Regions from separate parts of the Zea mays genome. Here region 1 is linked to region 2. The links are chromatin contacts, called in public Hi-C maps. All regions are on one chromosome and are shown on one strand. Each heading gives the region's core, a stretch centred on a gene start, on an enhancer-like site or on the middle of the called end of the contact. The rest is flanking DNA. Distances are from core to core; before and after follow the strand shown.

What was found. Hi-C and Micro-C count contacts between places; a contact is called where the count stands out from the background.
Region 1: a Hi-C map of tassel shows a contact between it and region 2, with 3 times the contacts expected there. The contact joins the promoter of LOC103636339 here to the promoter of LOC100281533 in region 2. A contact is called at or near these places in 4 of 25 Hi-C or Micro-C datasets (ear, endosperm, leaf and 1 more) and 1 of 3 datasets of contacts at active chromatin or transcription factors (seedling).

What each region holds. Positions count from the first base shown.
Region 1 is chr8:167,057,526-167,064,240 of Zm-B73-REFERENCE-NAM-5.0, reverse strand. It overlaps LOC103636339 (GYF domain-containing protein), which reads right to left and starts at 1,615. Exons shown (of 9, transcript XM_008658691.3): 1 at 1,243-1,615; 2 at 1,035-1,103; 3 at 703-773; 4 at 1-601. The coding sequence starts at 1,285.
Region 2 is chr8:166,896,232-166,902,639 of Zm-B73-REFERENCE-NAM-5.0, reverse strand. It overlaps LOC100281533, which reads left to right and starts at 3,506. Exons shown (of 11, transcript NM_001368025.1): 1 at 3,506-3,858; 2 at 4,116-4,149. The coding sequence starts at 3,544.

The DNA of each region.
Region 1 (6,715 bases), core at 366-2,865, 160 kb before region 2:
TTCCTCTTCCAGCGGCAAAACCAACATTTGTTGAGTCCTTAACACGTCCTTTCTCGGATCCAAAGCCTGGAGCAGCACGGTGCGTAGCTGTTCCGACAGAATGACTTTCCTGCCGGTGACGAGGCCTCCATTTATCACGGGAATCAGACTCAGACAGCAGCCTTCCTGTGAATGTCAGTTTATCAGCATGGGTTTCATCCTTCTCTGCATCAACCTTCTTGTCTGACCTAGAGTCCTTCTCCTTGTCATCGGGTCCCCATCTTGATGACCATTTTCCATCCCGGCGACCCTCGTTCCCCAGGCCACGGGTGGAACCATCATGCCACCTTTCAGATGCAGGAGCTGCACGCGGATCAGTGATATCCCTTGCAGAAACATTGTCAGATCGGCGATCAATCTTGCGATTATCCACATCCCGGTCCACATCCTTCTTGCGCTCCCTTCTCCCAAGCAGGCTTGTCTCCCTCTCCTCTTCAAGCCAACGAAGACCACTGTCAGCATCAAATGCATTTCTCCTTCGTTCTTTCCTGTCAACAGTTCCTTCCAACATCCTCACTTCCTTTTCAGCAAGTTCAAGGGAGGACCCATGAGGCAGCGAGATCTGCATATGAGCATCCAGCATCGTTAAAGATCAATTCTACCAGCAGTCAATCAACATTATGGTATGAAGCAATCACTGAGGGAAGTGCAGTGAACACAAACCTTTCCATCAGCAGGTTTGGCGTAGAGCCACTGAGGAGAGAGGGGAATGCTGTTATCCAGGTGGTGCTGATCTGCATAGCACAGGGTCAACGCTCAGCAAAACATGGCCGATCCACTACTGACGCACAAGCTCGCGCTCCTACGCACGCAGACAGAGAACGAGGAGAGCAACCGCACAGGAACACATGCACCCACGCAGCGCGAACTGGGATACCCGACCGAACCGTAGGCAATGGCGTCCGTTATAGAAATTCATCAACTGCTAAGCAGGCAGTTCAAGATGAACCAGGAAGGAATAAAAGTCAAGTGATTTCGGGTGAAGAAATCCACACCTTTCGAGTGGTCGACGAACCCCATGGCGGCGGCAACCCTGTCCTCCTCGATCCCAAGCGACAGCCCACCTGTGCGACGCAACAACCAGACGTCAAATCGGGGACACCCACCAATCAATCACAGATCTACCCCAAGGCCAATAGGGCGGAGGCGTCGGAGGCAGATCGGATCTCCCGCGGGCCAGGGCGCCTAGGTCGGGCGTCTCACCTTTGCCGAGCGCCGAGGGTCGATCCAGCTTCCTCTCCGCCATCGCGGCCTCGCGGAGTGGGCTAGGGTTTCCGGAGGAGGGCGGGGAGAGAGATGAGAGGCAACAGCTTCTGCGGCGCGATTCAATCGAACGGGCGAGACGACGGAGGGAAGCAGAGCTAGGGTTTTGCGAGAGCGCGACGGCGCGAGCCGTCGAGGACACCGGCGATGCGAGGAGCAGGAGAGGGAGGGTGACCGGGTTGGGACTGGGAGCTCTATGTGTTTTGCACGGGGTGGCTTTTTGGCTGTGTTTCGATGGGGGCGTGGAGCGGGGCGAGATGACGAGCGCCAAGCAAAAGATAAATCATACAGTAGCTTATCGCGCGATTTGTTTGTTTCTATCGTTTTTTTTCTTTGTTTGTAGCAAAATAGTATGTTTGTTTCGGATTATCATCTCTCTAAATTATATAATCCAGCACAAATAATCCAGCAGGTAAACAAACACCTAGATTATGGGTTCAGATTATATAATCTAAAGCTTAGATTATAATAATCTCATAATCTTCTCAAGAGTAGCTTATTTGAGATTATTGTTGGCAAAAAACTCGTTACCCATGGATATGTAAATAGAAATTACAATACATGTCATCCTTATTTTTTCACCTCAAATAAACAAATAAGTGTACTGCTGTTGTCGGCGTTTCGGACCCCGGGGACCCTCAACCGAGCCGACCAGTGAATTTTATCGCTGCGTGCCCCTGCCCAGATGGGTTGGCGCAAGATGGAACACAAGAGGGAAACGCGGCTCGTGTTATCTCGCACCGAGGGATGCTCGTAGTAGGGGTTACAAGTGTCGCGAGAGAGAGAGCATGTTTGTTTGCTCGTCCCCCGCGCGACCCTCCCGCAGGAAGACCCTGGACCTCCCTTTTATAGATGCAAGGAGAGGGTCCAGATGTACAGTGGGGGTGTAGTTATGCGCTAACGTGTCTGGCAGAGAAGTGCCTGAGCCCTGTGTACATGCCAACGTGGCTGTCGGAGAAATGCTTGAGCCCTGCGTACGCGATAACGTGGTCGTCGGAGAAGTGCCTAAGCCCTGTAGAAGCACAGCTGGCAGTGCGGCTGGGATCCTACTGACGTCTCCTTGCTTCCGTAGGGGGCTGAGAACCACCGGCGTCATGGACGCACGCAGGGAACCATCATTACCTGTTACCGGGGTGAGCCAGATGGGACGCCGGTCTTGTTCCCTCGTAGCCTGAGCTAGCTAGGTGTAGGGTAATGATGTATCCCCTGTGGCGCGGTCGGTCCGAGCCCAAGGTCGGGCGAGGCGAAGACTTCTCCTGAGGCCGAGTCCGGGGTCGGGCGAGGATGTGATTCCTCCTGAGGCCGAGGCTGAGGCCGAGTCTTGGGGTCGGGCGAGGCGAAGACCTCCTCCCGAGGTCGAGGCCTAAGGTCGGGCGAGGCGGAGCTTCCTGTTGCGCCCGAAGCTGAACTTGGCTGTTGTCAGCCTTGCCCGGGTGGTTGGCACAGCAGTCGGAGCGGGGCGAGCGACGCTGTTTTCCTGTCAGGTCGGTCAGTGAAAGGGCAAAGTGACTGCGGTCACTTCGACCTTGCCGACTGAGACGCGCGTGTCAGGATAAGGTGTTAGGCGATCTTCGTATTGAATGCGCCTGCGATACGGTCGGTTGGTAAGGCGATTTGGCCAAGGTTGCTTCTCGACGAAGCCTGCCCGAGCTGGGCTTCGGGCGAGCCGAGGGTGCGCCCACCGCCTGAGGAGGCCCTCGGGCGAGGCGTGAATTCGTCCGGGACTACTGTTCCCGCCCAAGGCCAGGCTCGGGCGAGGCGAGATTGCGTCCCTTGGTAGACGAGGTCTTGACCTGAACCGTGCCCATCAGTCTTTGCAGTTTGTGCTGAGGGTGGTTACCAGCCGTGTTTAGGAGTGTTGGGGGTACCCCTAATTACGGTACCTGACGGTAGCCCCCGAGCCTCGAAGGGAGTGTTGGTACTCACTTGGAGGCTTTGTCGCACTTTTTTGCGAGAGGATCGGCCTTTCTCGGTTATACTTTGTTCCGGTGGGTGCGCGCGACCGCACCCGCCGGGTGTAGCCCCCGAGGCCTCGGAGGAGTGGTTTGACTCCTCTGAGGTCTTAATGCTTTTCGTGATGCTTCGGTCGGCCTTGTTGTTCCCTCATGCGGCCTAGCCGTAGCCCGGGTGCATGGTCAGGTTCCGAGTTTTTAGGCTGGTTTGTTGACGCTGTCAACAGTTTGGCCGTAGCCGGGTTGCGAGAGCAGCCCCCAAGCCTCTGCACGGAGCGAGAGGACGATCAAGGACTGTCTCGACTTTCATTATACGCCCCTTCGTCGCCTTTCCGCAAGGAGGAAGGGGGGAAAGCGCCATGTTGCCCTTGGAGGGCACCGAACATGGTGTTTCCAGTGAGTTGCTAACGGGTGATCCGAGTGGACGCCTATGCCCCGTTCGATAAGGTTCGGCTAGTGGCCTAGAGGCGCGCTCTAAAAGTACCTGCAGGTGATTTGCCGGACCCAGACCCATTTGATAGGGTCCGAGGGATCGATGCCTCCCTCCGGTGGGATTTCGTTACAAAATCGCTCCTGCTGGTCTCAGAAATGTCCTAGGGTACCTCGGGAGCGTAGCCCGAGCCTCGGCCATATAACGGGCGTACCCAGAGTCATCCCTCACTCTGCGTGCTCTGGGGCGGCTGTCGAACCCTTCCGAGGGGCCAGCCTTCGAACCCCGGATCAGTAAAGGGCGCGGAGCTCGAGTGCTCTGGGGCGGCTGTCGAACCCTTTCGAGGGGCCAGCCTTCGAACCCCTGATCAGTAATGGGCTCGGAGCCCGAGCGCTCTGGGGCGGCTGTCGAACCCTTCCAAGGGGCCAGCCTTCGAACCCCTGATCAGTAGGAGGGCTCGGGGGGCCGTTTCCTTCGCTGAGAAGGATCCTTTTCGAAATATCCCCTTTCCCGGTCCCTGTAGCAAGAGAGAGAAAGAGGAAGAGGAAAAGGATATGAATTTAAATAGCGTGGCGCATCTTTTCTGACGCGGTCATCATGGCAGAGGTGAAACGACGCCCGCTTCGCCTGCCAAAGGTGTTGCTTGCCCTGCCGAGGAGTTAATGCGACGGGACGGGCGATTCGCGGGGCGGCCGTTGCGCGTGCGCGAGTCGTTCGAGGAACGGAACACGGGCGCGTCGTCTTCATGCCGTGGGAGAGGGCTCTCCTGCCGCTTCAGGAGGGGACGCGAGCCTGCAGGCGATTTGACCGCTGCTTCCGCCCGTCAGCTACTGCAATTACTATCGGTCCACTTTTGGCCATGTCGACCGTCGCGCCTTTCCCCGCGGCTGGCTGACCCGTGATCGTTGCACTCCATTGGCACTGTTGGGTCACGCGCAGGGCTACCTCGAGTCACGGCACTGGTTCCGCAGTCGAGAAGACGCGGCATTAGCGCGAGTGGCGGTGCGGTTTCCTTGCACGCAGTAACCGTTGCGCCAGTTGCATGACATGCGGGCCTGGGCCTTCACGCTGACCCACCGGATGCGATGAAGCCGAAAGGGTGCACAACCATGGTGCGGTTGCACGCCTCCTGCATGGCGGTCCGCCCTTTCGCCCGCTGGTTTCGGCGAGGATGGGGGAACGCTTACAACCGCAGGGCGGTTACCTGCTTCGCGTGCAGCGGTTTGGCTTCTTCTGTTTCCAGTCCGCTCGCATGACATGTGGGACCCAGCCCCCGCGTCGGAGGGTGGGAACCCTGGAGCTCGTCGGTGGAGACTTTGCCTGTGACGCTTGGAATGCGAGTGGGGAGAGCCGCCTTTAAAAAGGGATCGATCCCCCGGGCAATGGACATGCCTCCACACTCCCCTCATGCATTGCGCCCTTCCACCTTCCGAGCCCCCGGATGGGGAGCACCCGTGTTGCCTTCTTCTTGCTGTTGTTGGAGGAGCGCGACCCCGCGGGGGTTGGCGCTCTCCAGACATCGCTCGGCTTCAAGGATTTTCATCACGCAGCCCGGTTGCAGTCCCCCGCCGGCGGTCACTCAGGATGATGACCGTAGGCCTCGTGGTGGGGAGAAGCAAGCCGGGCTGCGGCCTCTGCCCCACCCTCAGCTTCAAGGATGTTTATCATCCTCGCTATGGCGGAGGGCGAGCTGAGCCGGGGTTCTACCTCCCGCATGGGCCGACAAGCCGCCTCTTCCTTCAGCATTCAGGGGAGAGGGCGCTCACCGGCCTTGCGGTGGGGGCGAACTTCGACAACGCGGGACCGGTCGGCCGCAAGCGTTGTCAGCTGCAGCGTGCCTGGCTCGCTGGCTCAGCTGGCTCTGGCGCGGCCTCCGGCGCTGCCTCCTGCCGCTTGGTTCGGGCGTGGCCGTCCGTCCACCGCGCAGGCGACTGTTGCGCCATGCGCACCGGGGGATCGTCCAAGATGTCGTACGTCGCGCGGGTGGCGTTCGTGTCCTTGGATTGTCTTGTCCTCACTCCGGCACGACGCCTCCGCGCGGAGGCTGGCGCCGGTCTGTCTGTGAGGACTTGAGTGGGGATCTTACCGGTGCCACTACAGGAAACACCTAAATTTTCGTGGGCCAAAAGCCCACGAAAATAAGCCTAAACCGACGAAAATAGACTATTTTCGTCGGCAGACCGACGAAAATAGCCGCCGAAAATAAGTTCGACGAAAACAGGCACCTATTTTCGTCGGTACCGACGAAAAATACCTATTTTCGTCGGCTTTCCCGAGACCGACGAAAATAATTGGTCGGACTGACTATTTTCGTCGGCCTTGGGAAAGCCGACGAAAATACGCCCAGGCTATTTTCGTCGGCCCGCTGATGGCCGACGAAAATATGTTCCCAGGATATTTTCGTCGGCCACCACCGAGGCCGACGAAAATTGATGGTTCCCCCCCCAAAACAGATTTTTCTGCACCTATTAATAATTCACAGCAAAATACACAATATCACAATTCACATATATACAGATTCACAATCAAAATACATAATTCACAAAACACATTCACATATACATATCACAAAACACATTGACATATACATATCACAAAACACATTCACATATACAAATAGTCCATAGTCCATAGTCCATACATAGTTTCAATACCATAAGTCCATAGTTTCAAACAAACTCACTACTCACTAATCACTCCTGCGGGCTATGAGAGTTTTGGCCACTCCCTCCTCCACCACCAGGAAGGTGGCCACTCTCTCTAGAACCATGGACGAGGAAGTCGTGGACGTTGACAGCACCCTCCTGAGCATGTGACGCTGAACCCTGCAATTCATCAATCATTCAAATAAGGCTGTGTTTTGCTATCCCTATACCTATACTGGCTATGTTTGGTCACTATTTGCATAAAACTAAACATGGAACGTCACCTGTGATCCATGGTGATAAGGAGGCTGTGCATGCATCCACGGGTACTGTTGTGCTGGCCACCCCTGAGGTGGTGGCACCCACCCCGTCGGTGGCGGTGCCAT
Region 2 (6,408 bases), core at 2,257-4,756:
TTTGGGTAGAACGTCCCGACATCTAGTCATCGCACGGCTTGTGCTACTAGCACCATTGATGATTAAAGCTCGTAGTAGGGGGTTACAAGGAGGCAAGCGATGGATGAGAGGCTCCCAAGTCTCTTATTCATGGTGGTGGTGATTACAAAGTGGAATCCTAACTAAGCCTTGGCTTGACGACGGGGCTTCGGCCTCCGGGTCCTCCTCCTGTTCGTTGGTCTTTTAGGCATCGTCTTGTTTGGGATCCGTCCTAGCGTCCGTCGTGCTTCGGGGATCCAAGAGTCCGCTCCCTTGTCCGGGGGCCGACAAGGAGGGGGTCAGCCAGCGGTGGCTTCCTTAGGAAGGAGCCACCAGGTGAAGGTGAAACTGGGCGTTCTACCATGGGATAGAGCCACAGGTGCTTGTAGTCGTCTAGTTGTCCCGTATTCTTTACTGCAGACGACACAGGTAGTGTGGGGCCCGAGCGTCATCATTCTGGCTATGTTGACCCCTGGCCTTCGTCGTGTGGGGCTCAGCGCGGTTCGTCGTGTTGTGCCCTGCCAACTAGCTCTAATTATTCTGGTGTTTATTATGTTCGAAGACAAATGAATAATAAAAAAACTAGCATTACTATGGGCAAGTTTCTTCACGTGAGGTGTGCTGCACATATACTTAACTTAATTGTTTCTGATGGCTTAAAAGAAATGGATGACTCAGTTAGACGTGTGAGGGCTGCTGTTAGGTTTATTAAGGATTCACCTTCTAGGTTAGTGAAGTTTAAGAAAGTTGCAGAGGATGAGAATGTACAAACTAGTGCTTTCTTGAAACTAGATGTTTGCACTAGGTGGAATTCAATATATTTATGTTAAATAGTGCAATCAGTTATCAGAAAGTTTTTGCAAATTATGAGGAAGAAGATCCAACCTACACTATTGATTTATGCCGAGACAAATGTCATGGAATTCCACTTGGAGATGATTGGGAAAATGCAAAAAGATGAATGAATTTCTTGGTCATTTTTATTGTAACACCCCGTCCAATTTCTGGACCGATGGTACTTACTCCTGTCAGGCTGTCAGCTCTCTAGAATCATATATCGTCCCCATAGACCAACACGGGTCTTTTGTGCACACTTTGTCCTCACTCATGCGTACCCGAGAAAACTTCTCGGTCGGTCACCCATCCTAAATTGCTCCAAGCCAAGCACGCTTAACTTGAAAATTCTTTCGAGATAGTCTTCCGAAAAAGAAGATACACCTTTTTGATATGATTACTCTATTAATTCTATTAAGACTTGGGCCAAGATATCCCATCCCAGGTGCCAGGATATCACATTTATGGTATCACTCTTCGTGTTTCCACTCAACTAAGTGTGACAACTAATGAATATTTTTCATGAGATTGGTGAAGTGAATATGTTGTTACGAAAGTGGGCTGATAGAGATGATTATTTACGCCAAACAATGGCTAGGAGAATGAAGGACAATTATGATAAGTATTGGGGCAATTGACATGACAACGAGAATGCAAACGAGGGGAGGGAAAGGGCAAGGTGAAGGAGAACATAAACTTGCTCATCTTTGTTGCTACAACTCACGATCCAAGATACAAGTTATCTAATTATACCAAGTTAGCAACCGGGGAAATGTTTGGTGAGGAAAAGGGAGAAAAAGTTTGGAATGCAGCGAGACAATGTTTATATGATTTGTTTGAAGAATATAGAAACATGTATTATCTAAATGACGATTCAATGGCAGAAGTCAATGAAGATCAAACTCAAAAGAGAGGAGGAAGAATGATGAGATCATTAGTTGCTAAAAATATGAAGGTAGGCGGTAGTTCAATAGGCACTACCAAATCTAAAATTGACAAATACCTTAATGAGAACAATGAAGATGACAACAACAAGTTTGATACTCTTACATGGTGGAAAGTGAATGAATCTAGATTTCCTATATTGGCACATATAGTTAGTGATGTGTTGGCAATTCCTATATCAATGGTTGCATTCAAATCAATTTTTAGTACAAGTGGACGAATTTTATATGATTTAAGATCCTCTATAACTTCGTTCATGATCCAAGCTCTTATTTGTACACTAAATTGGTTGCGACGATCAACTCCCATCAACATAGAGGAAGACGTGGAATAGCTAGCCAAACTAGAAGAAGACAAGCTTGTCTACTAGTTTGTGAATAGGTTTTAACTTGTCTATGTTATCAACTGCAAATAACTTACACTTTTAATTGTTTTTACGTTGTACTTCATAATTAATTGTAGAACATAATGATGCAAAGGCTATGGAGAAGGCTGCTAAAAGTAGATCCGTCACCAAGCCATGTTCAAATGCTATTTATCATGTTTAAAGTGTGTGATGCACTTTGAGCCTTTGTGGCATGAATCTTCACTGATGCACTGATGGTATTTCTCATGTTTAAAGTGCATTTACTTCAGTTATGAGTTTAGTCAATGTGTTGCTGTTATGTGTAATGAATCTGACACACTGTGTATCGTGTGCTTCACTGATTATTTTTGAAGCCCTGGAGGAAGTTGTTTCTTTTGCAAATGACTTGTTATTTATTGTATTGTGCGTGCTCATGTGTTGTTTACTGTGGCCGGCTGCTGCTTAGCCTGCTTGTTTGCTGCTGCTGTTTACTGTGCTCATGTCTGGCTATTGTTTAATGTGCAGTGGCCGACTGGCCGGCTGCGGCTTGCTGGTGTGCTGTGATGAATCTGATAGGCTGCCGCTGGTTTATAATGGCCGTTGCTAGCTTGCTTCAATTGTTCAGTACTGGTGGCATGTAGAGCAGCAGCTACAATACAGTTTGTTTTTTGGGTAAAATCGAAAGCCAAACCGAGTTTAACGGTTAACCGAAGGACAGATTTTCGATTTTCCAAACCACATTTAGATTGTTGTTGTTTTAGAATCCGAACTTTTAAAAAATAAAACTGAAAAACTGAATGGAACAAATTCAATTCACTGATTGCCCAATCCTACTGCCCCGTTCGAGCCGAATCCACTAGAAACCGTTTTTATGGGTATTATAGTATTCACTTTAATTCATATGTATTGAAATACAGAGATATAAATAAAACTAAATCACACTCCAATCAATCTCAATACACATAGAATTAGGTGAATACTAGAGTATCCAAATAAAATTTTATGATTAATTTGGTAATTAGAGATTTCAAAAGGATCTATGATCACCAAATCGGTTTTTATGGAGAAATTTGATAGGGGCTATAAAACTGGAGCGGATTAGAGTTGGTTTGGTGACAAAAAATAGAGAGAATTCATGGTAACAAAATCCTATTCAAAATTGAGAAAAATAGTAACAAGATTTCTCCCATTAATTCCCACCATTTTCCAATTTACAAAATCAGCCCTTGCTCGCCCCGCCCCAGCTCGCTCGCAAGTCGCAACGCATGCCCTCTCCCGAGTCCTGCCCCTACCGACGGTACCGTCCGCGTCCGCCCGCTCCGCCTCCCAAACATTCCCCCCACCCCCTACGCGCGCGAGCCTAAAACCCTAGCTCCGTGCCCCGATCCTCCTTCCCGCCCATGGCCTCCGCTGACGCCGCCAAGCCCGCGTCCCCGCCCGCCGCGGATCCGCCCGCCGGCGACGCCATGGATGCCGACCCCGCGCCCCCCGCGGGGGAGGAGGCCACGCCGCAAAAGCAGCAGCCGGAGAAGAAGCGGCCCGGCCGGAGGAAGAAGGGCGAGGCGGCGGCCGCGGCAGACAAGAAGACGCCGCCGTCCAAGAAGTCGGCGGGCCCCGCGCTCGAGCGCCCGTCCAGGGAGAGGAAGACGGTCGAGAGGTACTCGGAGCTCGCGCCGCGCGCCACGCCCGCCAAGAAGTCCCCCGCTATTCTCCAGGTCAGCCAGCCGTTAGCGACTCCTCTCTCTCCCGCTCGGGCATGTCGCGCCTGCCCCTGATCTGTTGTTTTCACGCGGCTTCCGTCCCGCCTGCTGTCGCACTAGCAGCTTGCTAAAAGTCGCTACTTTCAAGGATGTCCTGACTCTTGGAACACGCCCTTTTCCATGCTAGTATTGCCGTCTGTGTTTCTGACTGGGAGGTTTGTTCAATTTTTGTCCTTTGAGCTCATCTTTTTGCCCCCGCTTTTGTGCTGCAGGGCTCCGGAACGAAGCTCAAGGACATACCCAATGGTAAGCTCGACCTCCTGAACTATGCCCCACTATTTTCGTATCACTAGCATGTTCTCCCTCTTCGCTGGCATTTCATTGTGTGATAATCCCTCTACGCTAGTGGCAGACCATTGTGTGGTAATCGACTGATAGTTCTGTAAAAAAACCGTCTTGTGGATTGTGTAGGGTTATTCTCCCGATAACCCTGCTTTTGATGTGTATCATATGATCTTTCACACCGTAGAGTTTTGTAGAGTGAAGCTGGTTCTGCCTGGTAATCCGATGTAGAGTTGTGTAGTTTGACGATGGACTCCCTAAATGTGACATCCTTGTCCTACATGTTCACCTTCTAAACAGACCTTCTAATCAGTGGCATCCAATTTGAGCACGGCTTTTAAGACTTTATACCTTTCTTATAGGTGTCTGGCTCTTGTTTGGAGTTTGGACTTATCATTTGTGTGTATTTAGGAATTTAAACTGGTGCATGTGGTGTTGATACAATGCAAAAGAATGAATCAATAACTTGAGATACATTTCACAAGCTTAGTCCCATAGGTTGTAACGGATAATGTGCTGCTGTCCAGCCTGATAGGTTCCTAAGGGCACTAATTGTGCTGAGTTGACGTATGAGAGAAAATGACATCCATGTCAGGTTCCAAATTAGTCAATTCTTGCACTGAACTTATCTATGCGGGACTGGTACCCATGTGCAAAAACAAAAATGTCTCTGCATGCCCACAGCCGTTTCTTCCCATCGCCAAATAAAAAACAGTCCATACTTGCTTTTGCCCATCTGTTTTCCTCACAAGCAGAAACCAGTGGTTCTTCCCTTATTTTAATTGTCACGATTTGACTCTTGAAATGAGTCGATTCATTGTCTTTTTCTAGTGGAGTTACTACTCCTTAGCTCGTATGTATGGTGGACAGGGGGCTGGTGACGATAGTTTCGGCGTCATATGGTGGTGACTGGAGAGAGGAGGGCTGGGAGCCAAGGGAGCTTGACAACATATTGTTGCCTTGCTTGCCTTTCTTTATTCTTTGCAGCTACTTAGAGCCATTGTAGCACCATTAAATCTCTACTAATATAAAGTAGGATATTTTCTGTGTGTCACCCTCCCGTGTACCTCTCTGTGCGTTACCCCTCCTTGCTCCCCTACGGCCTTTAAATTGTAAAATGATAGAAGTAAGCTAAAATTATGCACGAGTGTGGGCTTGAACCATGGTTGTTGGCTCCAAGCACACATTCACACCCACCTAGCCAACAGAACACACATGTTTTGTGTTTTATACAATATATGCAAGCATAATATAGATATTTTTATGAAAAAATAATACCAGGCCATGCTGCGCCTAGCCCACTGTGCTGCACCTAAGCCCTAGGCATGACATGGTGATCGGGTTGGGCTGGGTCGTGCTCGGTTAACAATGGGCTGGGTCGTGCTCGTGGGGCTAAACCGTGCCAGGCCACACGAGGAGGACCTCATCGCCACCATCCTCGCAAGACGCTCAGGACTTTTGGCTGTTTACTTTAGTGGCGGCAAGGCGGAGAGGGGCAGCGACGGCTAGAGTTTGGTGCTGCAAGAGCCACCTCACGTGAGAGGGAGACAACCCAGGGATTGGAATTGCGGTTTCTCACTCGGCATATGAAATGCATTTATGTACGTTACATGGTAGACACGTTAAGATCGAGCACAACGACCATTTTAAATAGAGCACAAATCATTGTATATGTTTGGAACGTGTTTGGACAACTATCCCATTTAAACAAGGTCTACCTATGTAATATATAGAAACCGTAGCAATGCACAGACGCCTAATTAGTCTAGCTAACAAAGTCTATCCAAATGACTAACAAATCAATCCTTATATCTGGCTAACAAAATCTGTTCAAATGACTAACAAACCAATCTAACAACGAAGTCTATCCAAATGACTAACAAACCAATCTAACAACCAACTCTAACAAACTGAATTCTATTGCTGTCTCCTTTGGTAGGTGATGCCGGTCATAACACTTCCAAAGAATCACTTGCTCTAGTGAGGGTGAATCAATTCATCAGCTCCATGTCGGACCATGCATTGGCCTTTGGAGAAAGCCTTAAAGCTTAAATACGCCAGGAAAATAAATTTTAGATTGTAGTAGTTGTTCCATAAAGATAATGTTGCAAGTAGCTTGTGAGTACCAATTATGTGGGGATCCTTGTGTTTGTGTAACCATGTTTTCAATTCTGTTGTTTCTTATAAAAACTGTTATAATTCTTGTTGCACAACCTTCGAGTG